Regions from separate parts of the Zea mays genome. Here regions 2 and 3 are each linked to region 1. The links are chromatin contacts, called in public Hi-C maps. All regions are on one chromosome and are shown on one strand. The core of a region is the stretch at or near the end of the contact, and the rest is flanking DNA. Distances in the headings are between cores, read along the strand shown. Region 1 holds the start of LOC100193289. Region 2 holds the start of LOC100282205 (aminoacylase-1). Region 3 holds the start of LOC100381517.

Region 1 (3,544 bases), core at 622-3,121:
GACTTCTTGACCTCATCTTTCCTATATATGTTTTCGAATTAGATTAGGATGGAAATTCACATTTGTTTTCATATTTTCTGTTAGCAAGCACAACCATTGTGTCATTATTTTGCATGCACTCAGCCTCTCACCATAGCTATGAGAATGAAATTCAACTTTTGGATATACCAAAATGTTTATAGAATCAATTTAATTAGATATGTCAAGATGACAACACATATTTCCTTCAGCTACTATGGATTTTTCATTGATAAAATACATGCTTGATGGCTGCTTGTCTAAAATTTATTTGTTTAATATTCTTTGTTTGTAAGCCCAAAAATTTGTAAAACCATGAAATAATTCCAATGAAAGATCGGTAATTTTTTTCTCTGCTGCTACAGTTTCCTCTGGTTCCTCTTGACGCAGGACCAAAAACTGGTACTGAGAATGAAATGCATATTCTGGTGGCGTTGGCGTCTTTGTTGGCGATGGCATCAAACAACCCAGTGAGACCAAACTTGCCCTTGCTGAGCACCAGGGCGAGAACATGGCCTCGACAGTGAAGAAGCTAGCTCAACACGCCTGAGCCAGCTGCCCCTGTGTAGTAAAAAGTCACACGGTAATCTTCTTCTAGCCCTAAGCATTTCACATGTTTCTGGATACATCATGCCTGTTGTATATGTACACAGTTTGCCTTATTGTTTGTCAAAGTAGCAACACCTATGTTTAGGTTCTTTTGTACATGTTTGACAAAAAACATATTGTTGTTGATTTGAACATTAGCAAATAACTGAAAGATGCCTGTGAAGAATATATAGTTGTTACAACACTCAACTTCTTGTATTTTGTATATAAATGAGCAACCTATGTTACATCAATTATTGCGTGTTAGTTCTAAATATCACATTCCACTAATATGCATTGTCTTCTTTTAATTTTAGTGTTTCATAAGCAACCTATTTTGTGTTATTTACTAAATATGAGTATAGTTTTGATTCTTAATCATGATTTGACACCTGTGTATTATAGGGAAAAAAACTGAGTTTGGAAGACATGATTATTTCTATGGTGTTTGCATTTTTAGATTACTGAAATTTATAGAAACATTGAAGTGTCAAGTTATTTCTGTGTGTGCTTTCTCGTCCTCTGGCGGTAGAGTATAGTGTTTGGTTATTGGCTTATCATTTATCACCTTGCCGAGAGGGAAGTTTATATGAACTTCAATTTTATAGCTTCTGGCGGACTTGCTCAGGTTCGTTGACCGCTTATCCTTACTTTCAGGCGCCTGAACCTAACGTAGAAGAGGAACATGTCAAGCTATTCAAGCAGATAGAGTTCTACTTTAGGTCGACACATTGACCTACTTCTCTCTACTAAATCCTTCAATTGGTTAAGGTTGTTCTTTCGTTGATCATCATCCTTTTTATCCACAGCTAGGAGAACCTATGCTCAAATGTGTACTAGAAAAGTGCTAGCTGTGCTCATACGCTTGCTTGACAATCATGTGTTGTTAACTGCTTTATATAGTGTTACTAATTATTGTCCTTTATTCTCTGATGCTTCTTCTGTAGTTGAGGCTTACATTGTTTTCTGATTTCCATCTCGATTTTGTATGTTATGTTGAAAGATCATATGCTTTTTGTAATTTTTGAAAAAATCTACCTTCTTGTTTTTGTGATTGTGTGCCGTTGAAACACACGAGCACATAACTAGTTATTAATTAATGTATGAATGCGGTAGAAAGGTAAAACGAATTTTAATTTGAGACGAAAGCATGTCGCGTGTACGCATGTCGCGTGTACCTAGCGATGGAGGGCCGGAACCCGCGCCATACCTTAGCCCGGCCCACTAGATCACAGAACAGTAAATCCTAAATCCTAGGTCGTCACCACCGATCTTATGCTTCCATCTCTGAGGCTGCCGCCAGCCACCGGCCAGCGTCGTTCGCTTTGTAGCAGTCCAGCTCTGCGCCCGGCGCCGCAGCCCCGCATCGCGCACAGGCACAACTTCTACGGTCCTGCCGCTGATCGCCGCACGTGGCCGCGCCGCCGCCTCCCTCACCCGAGCTCGACCGCGCTTCTCCAGCTCGCCGCCTCGACGGTCGCTGCCTCGACACCTCCCCCGCGTGGGCATCAGCCGGGAGCAGAGAGCCCTGGTCCCTGGAGGCGCGTCGCGTTACGGCGGGGGCGCGGCCTCCCCAGCCCCCCTTGGTGATCGGTCCTCCCCCGGCAGACTCGCCTCCTCGGTCTTGCGCTCCTGCGCGGCTGCGCGCCCAGCGCCGTGCCCGGTGGCGGCGGCGACCGGCGACGGTCAGCCCCCGACAGTCAGGACTTCCGACTCCGGACCTCCCCCTCAGCCCCCTCTGTCCGTTCCAGTCCCAGCTCGAGCTTGAAGGTTGAAACAACAAGCAAGGTGAGCACACAGCGGCCAGATCCACTCTTGAGATTAAGAGACAGTGGCACTATACTTTGCTTATTAGTATTGCTTGGACATTTTTTGCATATGGAATACCGTGCCATGAAATGGCAAATCCCGTTCCGTCATGTTCTCTACGCTACACTTGTCCCGTCCATTTTCATAATCACAATAAAAAACATGAAAACAAAATGATGTGTTTCCTTTTTTGTTTTTTGTGATGATCTATTTCCCGTATGCTCATATCGTTTTTATGAAATTAGGGACGTGTAGAAGTAATGTTTGAACATTAAATTTTATGGCAACTGTTAAATCAAGTATCTGGAGATCCCTCCTGAAAGGGCCTCAAAAAACTCATGAGGCTCTTTAATAAGGCTCGTAATATGCCGTCATATTAGGATGTGAAGGCATATTAAGTCATATTGTAATCTTAGCTGGCCACACTTAAAATTGAAGAATTTGTTGCTTTGTGAATTCGGTTGTAAGATGTGCATCTGCAGCCTAGAGTGTGAGATTCCATCACCTAGAGATGGACAACTGATGAGCAGTGTTCCACTTGGTTGGCATACAAGGCGCAATTCAAGGCTCCTCCTACACTAGGCACAAACCAAACTTAATTTGGCAAACATATGCAGAAAACGAATACAAGCTCTTCACTTTGATTTTAGTGCAACATAAAACCCTAAGCGCAGATAATTTGGCGTTGTCGGTTGGCCAACCCATGATGTATGTGTGCTAAGTATTGTATTTGGGCCCTCAAGACTGTAGGACACCTTTGCTTGCAGTGCCCCTTTGCCCATGCGGTCTAGAACCTGGTTAGCACCACAATTAGTTGCTGGTGGGAGAAAACACCCATAGGATCCCAAAAGACAAGAGGCACATTTGTATTGGTATGGTCATGTAATATTTGGAATTGGGAATAACATAACCGAAGCATCTTTGATAGTATGTCCTAAACAGCGTAGCAGGTAGCTCTAAACATAAAGGAAGGCATTTCTTGGTGCAAAAAGGTTTTTAATAATTCACTGCCTGTAATTTTTGTTTTTCTTGGCTTAGTGTATCCTTGTCTTCAGGGGGGTTACTCAACCAGATCGTTTTGTAAAGTTAAATTTGATTATTATTAGAAGAAAAACGTCTCCAATAGACT
Region 2 (3,544 bases), core at 280-2,779, 180 kb before region 1:
ATGCTGTAAACATGTAGATCTAGTAAAATTTTAGAGCTTTGGAGCTTTTCACAATTCCATGAAAGGCATGGTGGTAGAGCTAAGAGAATCAAAATGATTTTAGCAAACAGGTTAAGGTAATATTAGCATGTTAGTGAGGGGAGATGGACACTTCGGGAAGAGATGTAATGGGAACATGTATATACAGCCTAAGAGTGACTTTTTCACGCGAAAAAAGATTACCGTAGTGAATTTAGTGTAAAAAACAGTGCAACTTGACACTTACATTGAAATGGAGTTTTGCTGGTCAATATACACTTAGTACTAAATAAACTAGACATCGCAAGCATTTAGCATCCTACAATTTGGTACGGCTAAAAAAATGGCATTAACAGTAAAAGCATCTATGTGCAATCCCAGACACAGCCACAAAATAAAGCTGTCATGAGCAAATCGAATTATAAAGATCGCTTTCCTGCTCGAGGTAAATTACTGTCCCAAGTGAATATCCAAGTTACAGACCTAACCATGAATTAATGAATCAAGACAACTCGTTGTAAGGCCCCGTTTGCATCCTTTGGACTGAATTTCATTCTAATAATCGTTATTTAGGCACATGTCAATTAAGTTAATATGGTTTTATGTGGAATATATATATTCGTATACTACTGTTGATCTCATATACTTATGTGCTACATTTCACTATATGGGAGCGGGTCCAAGAGTTTATCATAAATTAGATAGTAGAAACATAATCTGCTGATACATAAAAATCAATTTCCATTTCTTACCCTATGAATTTGAGATAGGCTTATATCTTAACTTTAGAAAGTAGTAGAATGTCAAATTCTTGTTATATCAAGTAGATTCCAGTTCCTCCAAAATGAACTGGTCCAAACAGTCCCTAACTGAAAATTGGAGTTCCGGAGACAAGGCGGCGCCAATTATAACCCTTATAAAGATGCGCAGCACACCACGTCCACGTGTAAACATACAGCTCAAACTGAACAAGCAAAAATCGCGGCTTAAAGCAATCTCTTCGCCTTCGGTAAGGAAGTAGTACATCTCACCTGGGAGCCTCGCGCGTAGATGCGACCGGATGGCTCATCGAGGGCGGCGGAAAAGGGCGGGTGGTCCCACTTGTTCGGCTCCGACGGCACCACGTCAGTGTGGGAGTTGAGGAGTATGGAGGGGAGCGACGGCCGCCGACCGGGCCACCGCAGCAGCAGCAGGGGCTTCCCGGCGACGAGCTCAAGCGTGCGCGCCTCGAGTCCAGCATCGGCGGCCTGTTTCCGGAGGAAGGCCACGGCCGCGGCGTAGTCTGGCGCCGGCTGCGCCGTGTCGATGCGGAGGTACTCCTGGAACCGGGAGATCGCCTCCGCATCCGGCGACGGCGACGGCGACGCCGCCCAGGCGAAGGCGAGGAAGGCAAGGGAGAGGAGCAGCGTAGTGGATGCCGTCGCCATGGAAGCGGGGCGGTTCCGCGTAAGATTCCTGGTTCAAATGGCGATGAGACGGGGCTGGGTTAGCGGCGGCGAGTGGCGACGGCTGGATGGGAATGCAGGGTGGTTATGAAGTGACGTGGCCCAATTGCTTTTCCACTTTGTTTTTTTTTTTGTGAAATTGAGATTCGTGCATGTTTTTTTAACTACACCACTCCATTGTACTATAGCTTAAGATGCCCCCAAAACATTAGTTAGATGGGGGTAAATGTGGTGAAACCCCCATTGTGAGTTTTGGTGTTGAGGACCATATAAATCGAGAAATAATAAAGTTTATTGTGTTGACAAAAAGATCAACGCTTAATAAGAATAATATTTAACTTGGAGGAGCCTTCAATCATAAAAGAATGCAATGATAGACTTAATGAATATTTAAATAAATTTATTTTATGCTTTAAAATCTATATTACTTATTAAGAAGGTAAGAGTAGTCTGTCGTTCCCCGTTCCGCGCGCAGAAAAGTAATCAAGGATCGAACCTTGGATCTATTGAGTAGAATGCCTAGTCTTCTACTCTCTAGCCAACGTGACTCATGTTGAATTGCATACAGCTTCAACTAAGATGTCTTTTGTGTTTAACCCGCCGTCCACTCTGTATGCTTACTGAGTCTAAAAAAACATTTATAGCTTGGCCCCTGATCTTCCTGGAATTTGGGACGCAGTTCAGGAAATAAAGAAAATAGGAAAAAGGAGTTTAGAAATTGATTTTTAGTTTAAAAATAATTGCAGAAACCCATTTAATTCATGGAAATTTCATATTAAATCCAAATGAGTTCATTCTAATTTCTATAATTCTATAATATTATTTTTTATCACATAATACCTCTGTTTTGTCATGAAAACAACAATAAATTTGATTTCCTAATTAATCCTATATCAAATACATAGAAACTTTGGAAATTCGTAACTTCCCCATTTTAATTCCAAATTGAACTGTTCCAGTTGTGTTAGTCTCGTATGAATATTTACTACGCAGTAACAACATTGATTATACCATGTTTTATACTTTTATAATTAGATATTTATTTATCCTATGTTAATTGGGTTAATCTATGTCTATTGGATTAATTTATTTAATATATTAATATAGTATTCTAACTTTATGGTTATACGATATTTGACCATTAGTCTTGCAAACACACACTTACCTTTTTGTTTAAGCAAAAGCGTATGGTGGTACGTGTCCGATGACTAACGATGTACGAGGGAATTTCTTCCGGTATGTGTGAAACGTGCTCTCCAATAATGAGACCATGTAAATCGTGACATATATCGAAGTCTACATGATACTGATGGTTGCAATGTAGTGGTGAAACAGATAGATTATAAATAACAAAATTTATGTATGGTCAGAATCACAAATTGATTATGAAACATTTTCTCATAACGGTATAACATATATTTTGTATATAAGTTATCGTAGTATATTGGTATTATATATATCTGTTGCAACGCACGGTCATTCAGCTATGATTGATGTAGGCATATAGAAACAGTAATCTCTACTAACTATTAAGAACTTACTGTAGACTGCCCCCGCCTCCCTACGCCCGCCCACCCGCACGCCGCAAACCTGCAAACCCCGCCGCGACCAAGGCGAACCGTACTCCCGCCCGCACACCGCAAGCCCGCAAATCCCGCCGCGACCATGGCGAACCGCCCTCCTGCCCGCCCTACCGCCTGCACGCCGCAATCCCGCCCGCCCGACGCATGCCGCACGCCCACCTAGCACGACCCGTGGAACCCTGCAGCCGCCCCCCGAACCAGCCCAAAGCGAGACCGGAGGGGCACGAGCGCCATCGCCTTGATCCCGCCCGCTCCGCCCCAGATCTCCTCGCCATTGTCGCCGCCATGCCCGGATTCGCGCCCTGCTCGCCCAGATCCGACCGCGACTTTGATTTCCCAACCGACGCAGGAGCGGTGGGTCTGACCGGCCGCGACCCGTCTTCTCATGGGCGCTTGCTGGTGTGGTTTGCTGATAAAAATGGGGATGGTGGCAGGCTCGCACAACCGCAACGAGATCGTCATGATCTGCCATGACGGCGATGCGCCGGGCCCGGTACA
Region 3 (3,544 bases), core at 264-2,763, 150 kb before region 1:
GGCCTAGGGGGCACCCCTTCAAGACCATCGACATCACTCATTACTTAGCCATCCACCCCGTTCTCTATGTTTTCCAGTACTAGAGGACTCCCTTGTAACCCATCACATAAAGCACTCTCGCCAGAACGTAGGGTGTTACGCATCTCAAAGCGGCCTGAACCTGTACATCATTGTCTACTATTTATCGTGCGCCCAGCACGAACCATCGAGCTACAGTCGGTAACACCATCCTACTCCTAAAAGCACCTTGAGGGGTAACCCTGGGTGTGCGGTCGGACCCAAAACACCGACAGATCGGATATTGCAAATGTCTGCCCATAACTATATCTGCGGTTACAACCAATATATATCCGTGATCATACCCGTGGCAGACATTTATATCAATGCCCCTGCCCATCGGGTTTCGGATATCCATCGTATATGACATAAACAATCATTTTTTCAACAACCCATTAGCATAATCAATCAAATTTCTTCTCAGTTCACTATCATACACAATTAAAAATTTAATGAAAGAATTATTATATGTTTGTGGACAACGGCCATGGACACTGAAGCGGCAGTCGTCAACCAGCCACTAACGATGCTATGGTCTATGGGACTTGGAAGGGACACGGAGCACAGCGTAGGAAGGCAACAAGGCCAGAAGGGGTGGTCAACATTGGAGAGTTGGAGCGTTAGCGCAGGGTTCATTGAGTTAGAGTTTGCCCTTTGGTGCGTAATATGGGTCAGGGCAAAAAAAATAAGTATGGATCAATTTCGGATATTCAACGGATAACTTGTGGATAAGAGGTTATATTCTAATCCACCCGACTTGAGAATACGTACGAATCTAACCCACGGATAAAAAATATATTTATATTTTGTTCCGCTGAATCGGATAACTAATAAATATCTGAATCCACGAGTTAAATTGCCATAGTCAAGTTTCTCAGCGGCTGGTGCACCCTGCGGCAGCACCACACGGCAGACGGTGCCTGGTTGCCTTGAGGGTTCTGGCCGAGCGCCCTACAGTCATCTCCAAAGGGCCGCCTTTGGCTTTCCGTCAAGTCGGTATGCACCGGCCTGACCTGTGGGCTCCGCGTGTTTTGGGGAAATTTAGCCCCTGATCTGATTTTATTGACCTGGTATTACATTTCTAATCCTCCTCTGGTTCATGACAGATTAAGCGAGGGCGCAGTTCGGGGTGTTTGGATTTAGTCCACGGTTTGGATATCAATTTGGAGGACTAAATATATGCTAACTAATTCATAATTAACTTTATTTTTTTACATCCTCCTTACACGTACGGGGAGGATGGGGAGCAAAAATCTCAAGAGGTCGCAGCGTGATCATGATTCATCACAGCGCGTGAGGCCCACATGTCAGAGAAACGACTCGTGGCCACGCGGGGCGTTTCTCCGCGGCGTCCTGGGTACGGCAAGCGTTTCTGCCAGCCCGGAGTCCTTGAATCGCAGAGAGAAGGGAAAAAGAAATTGCGGCGCAGGGCAGAAGAGAGAGAATCCCAATGCGCGGCTCCGTCTCCGGCAGTCCGGCTCCGCTCTGCATCTCCCGCCGCCTTGTGCAATGCGGTGCCCTCCTCCACCTCTTTCGCATTTGATTTGATTCGTCCAGAGGACAATCTCTGCGCCGCGCATAAACAACGCCAGAAGAGTCGTCGCCCCTGACCGTCCCGTCTCCTTCCTCCCCTCACCCCCACCCACCCACCCACCCACCCACCGCGCCACCATAAACCCCGAGGGGATACAGAGAAAAACCCCGGGCCCCCACACGCGCACTCCATGGCGGAGCCGGCCGGCAAGGCCCGGGAGCGGCGGGTGTCGATCGAGGAGGTGGCGAAGAAGCTGTCCCTGTGGCACACGGCCACGTTCCGGCCCATCCTGACCCACGCCGAGCTGGAGCCCATCCTGTGTGCGGCGGGCTTCGTGGCGCTGCCGTCGGCACCAGCGACGCATCAGAAGCAGGACGAGCGGCCCGGCGTGGCGTGGCGCGAGTACGCCTTCCTCGGCGGCGGCAATGCGAGCCCTGCGGCGGCGGCCCCGCGGCGCTGGCTGGGCCCGCGCCCCCGCCTCCCGTACCCGCGCGTCGACGGCCTCCACCTCAAGACGTACCAGGCCTTCCTCGGCGCCGTCGAGGCCTACCTCGGCGCCCACCGCGTCTCCAACCTCTTCCACGTCAGGTGCGTGCGTGCCGCGTGCTCTCCCGTCTCGCTGACTCCCCGGCCCCACCCAACTCCTCTCCCCCTTCCCTTGTTTTACGTTTGACTTCTCGCCGCCGCCGCCGCTCGGCCGCTTCCCGTGCTTTTGTTGTCTTCTTGCTGTTCGGATAGGCCTCCTCGGCTTTGTTTTTACGACCGCTCGGCGCCTAGCTTTTGTTGCACACGCATCGCCGGCGTGCCGGTCCCTGGTAGAGATACGACTTCTTCTCGGTCGCCGGCGTGCCGGTCCCCGCTCCTTGTTAGTTATTTTTGCCCTGAAAGTTGAAGGCCGTTCAGTCCATTAGCGTGATATACGGTGAAGTTAGTTTGCATGATCGTGGTTTGTCACATCAAACTTGCTGCTTGTTCTTATTTTAGCCGCCAGCGGAGATCGAGCCCTTTTCGGGGGGCACTTGGCATCCCGGCGTTGGGCTTCTTTCAGGCCCAGGTCAGCCCAGCCCTTTTAAAAAGGAAGCCCGGTTCAAACACGCCACGCAGGCTGACACTTCGCAGCTGGGCCCCTACGCTATGCCTGACCAAGCCCAGTCCGGCAGCCGTGGCCTCCGTCTCGACTTTTGACCATCTCCTGCGTACGTACGTGGCACGTGCTAACTAATCCTCGCTCGTCGTCTTCTTGATCTTGCCCTGCGCAGGCTGATGCCGGTGACGAGCCCGCACGACCGCGCGTTCGACAAGGTGTTCCGGCCGATGCGGAACTGCAGCCCGGAGGAGGACGGGCTCATCGTGTACCGGGAGGGCACCCTGGACGACCTCACCGTGGAGACGTGCAGCCGCCACGCCGCCACCGGGGACGACGGCGCCGCCGGCCACGTCATCCCGGGGATCAGCTGCAGCGACCTCGGCTGCCTCCGCAAGGTGGACGGCAACTGCCTCGAGGAGGGATGCAAAAGCCGCCGCGGCACTGCCCGCGGCCATGACGACGACTTCTTCGTCGTCCAGCTCAAGGATCTTTTTCCCAGCTACTACTGAGATTAGCTGCCTGAAACGACGAAACTAAACCGTGCAGCCTAGCTTCACCCCATTCTGCATGGGCATGAGAGTTTGCAGAACTGCAGTCGAATTAGTGGCGAGGAATGCATCGCCATAGGTGTTAGTTGGCCTGTCAGCAGGCTGTTCCGATCCCACCGTTGTTTTTAGTTTTTTTTTTGTTTTGTTTCTCTCTCCATCAAGTGTATAATCTGTCTGCGAGTTGCGTATATCATGCAATGCTGAGTGAGTTTTGTCGGCAGATAGCACAAAGTTTTGGAAAGGTATCTCTATACAGCTGGGCTTATTAATCTGGAGGATTATTAATTATTATTATATCTAATCACATATGAAGATATG

The links. Hi-C and Micro-C count contacts between places; a contact is called where the count stands out from the background.
Region 2: a Hi-C map of ear shows a contact between it and region 1, with 2.0 times the contacts expected there. The contact joins the promoter of LOC100282205 here to the promoter of LOC100193289 in region 1. A contact is called at or near these places in 2 of 25 Hi-C or Micro-C datasets (ear and tassel).
Region 3: a Hi-C map of leaf shows a contact between it and region 1, with 8 times the contacts expected there. The contact joins the promoter of LOC100381517 here to the promoter of LOC100193289 in region 1. A contact is called at or near these places in 9 of 25 Hi-C or Micro-C datasets (bundle sheath, ear, endosperm and 3 more).

Annotation. Positions count from the first base shown.
Region 1 is chr1:193,543,219-193,546,762 of Zm-B73-REFERENCE-NAM-5.0, forward strand. It overlaps LOC100193289, which reads left to right and starts at 1,872. Exons shown (of 10, transcript NM_001138431.2): 1 at 1,872-2,394.
Region 2 is chr1:193,359,851-193,363,394 of Zm-B73-REFERENCE-NAM-5.0, forward strand. It overlaps LOC100282205 (aminoacylase-1), which reads right to left and starts at 1,530. Exons shown (of 5, transcript NM_001371842.1): 1 at 1,050-1,530. The coding sequence starts at 1,445.
Region 3 is chr1:193,398,056-193,401,599 of Zm-B73-REFERENCE-NAM-5.0, forward strand. LOC100381517 reads left to right here and starts at 1,514. Exons shown (of 2, transcript NM_001356626.1): 1 at 1,514-2,179; 2 at 2,851-3,445. The coding sequence starts at 1,782. The coding sequence ends at 3,187.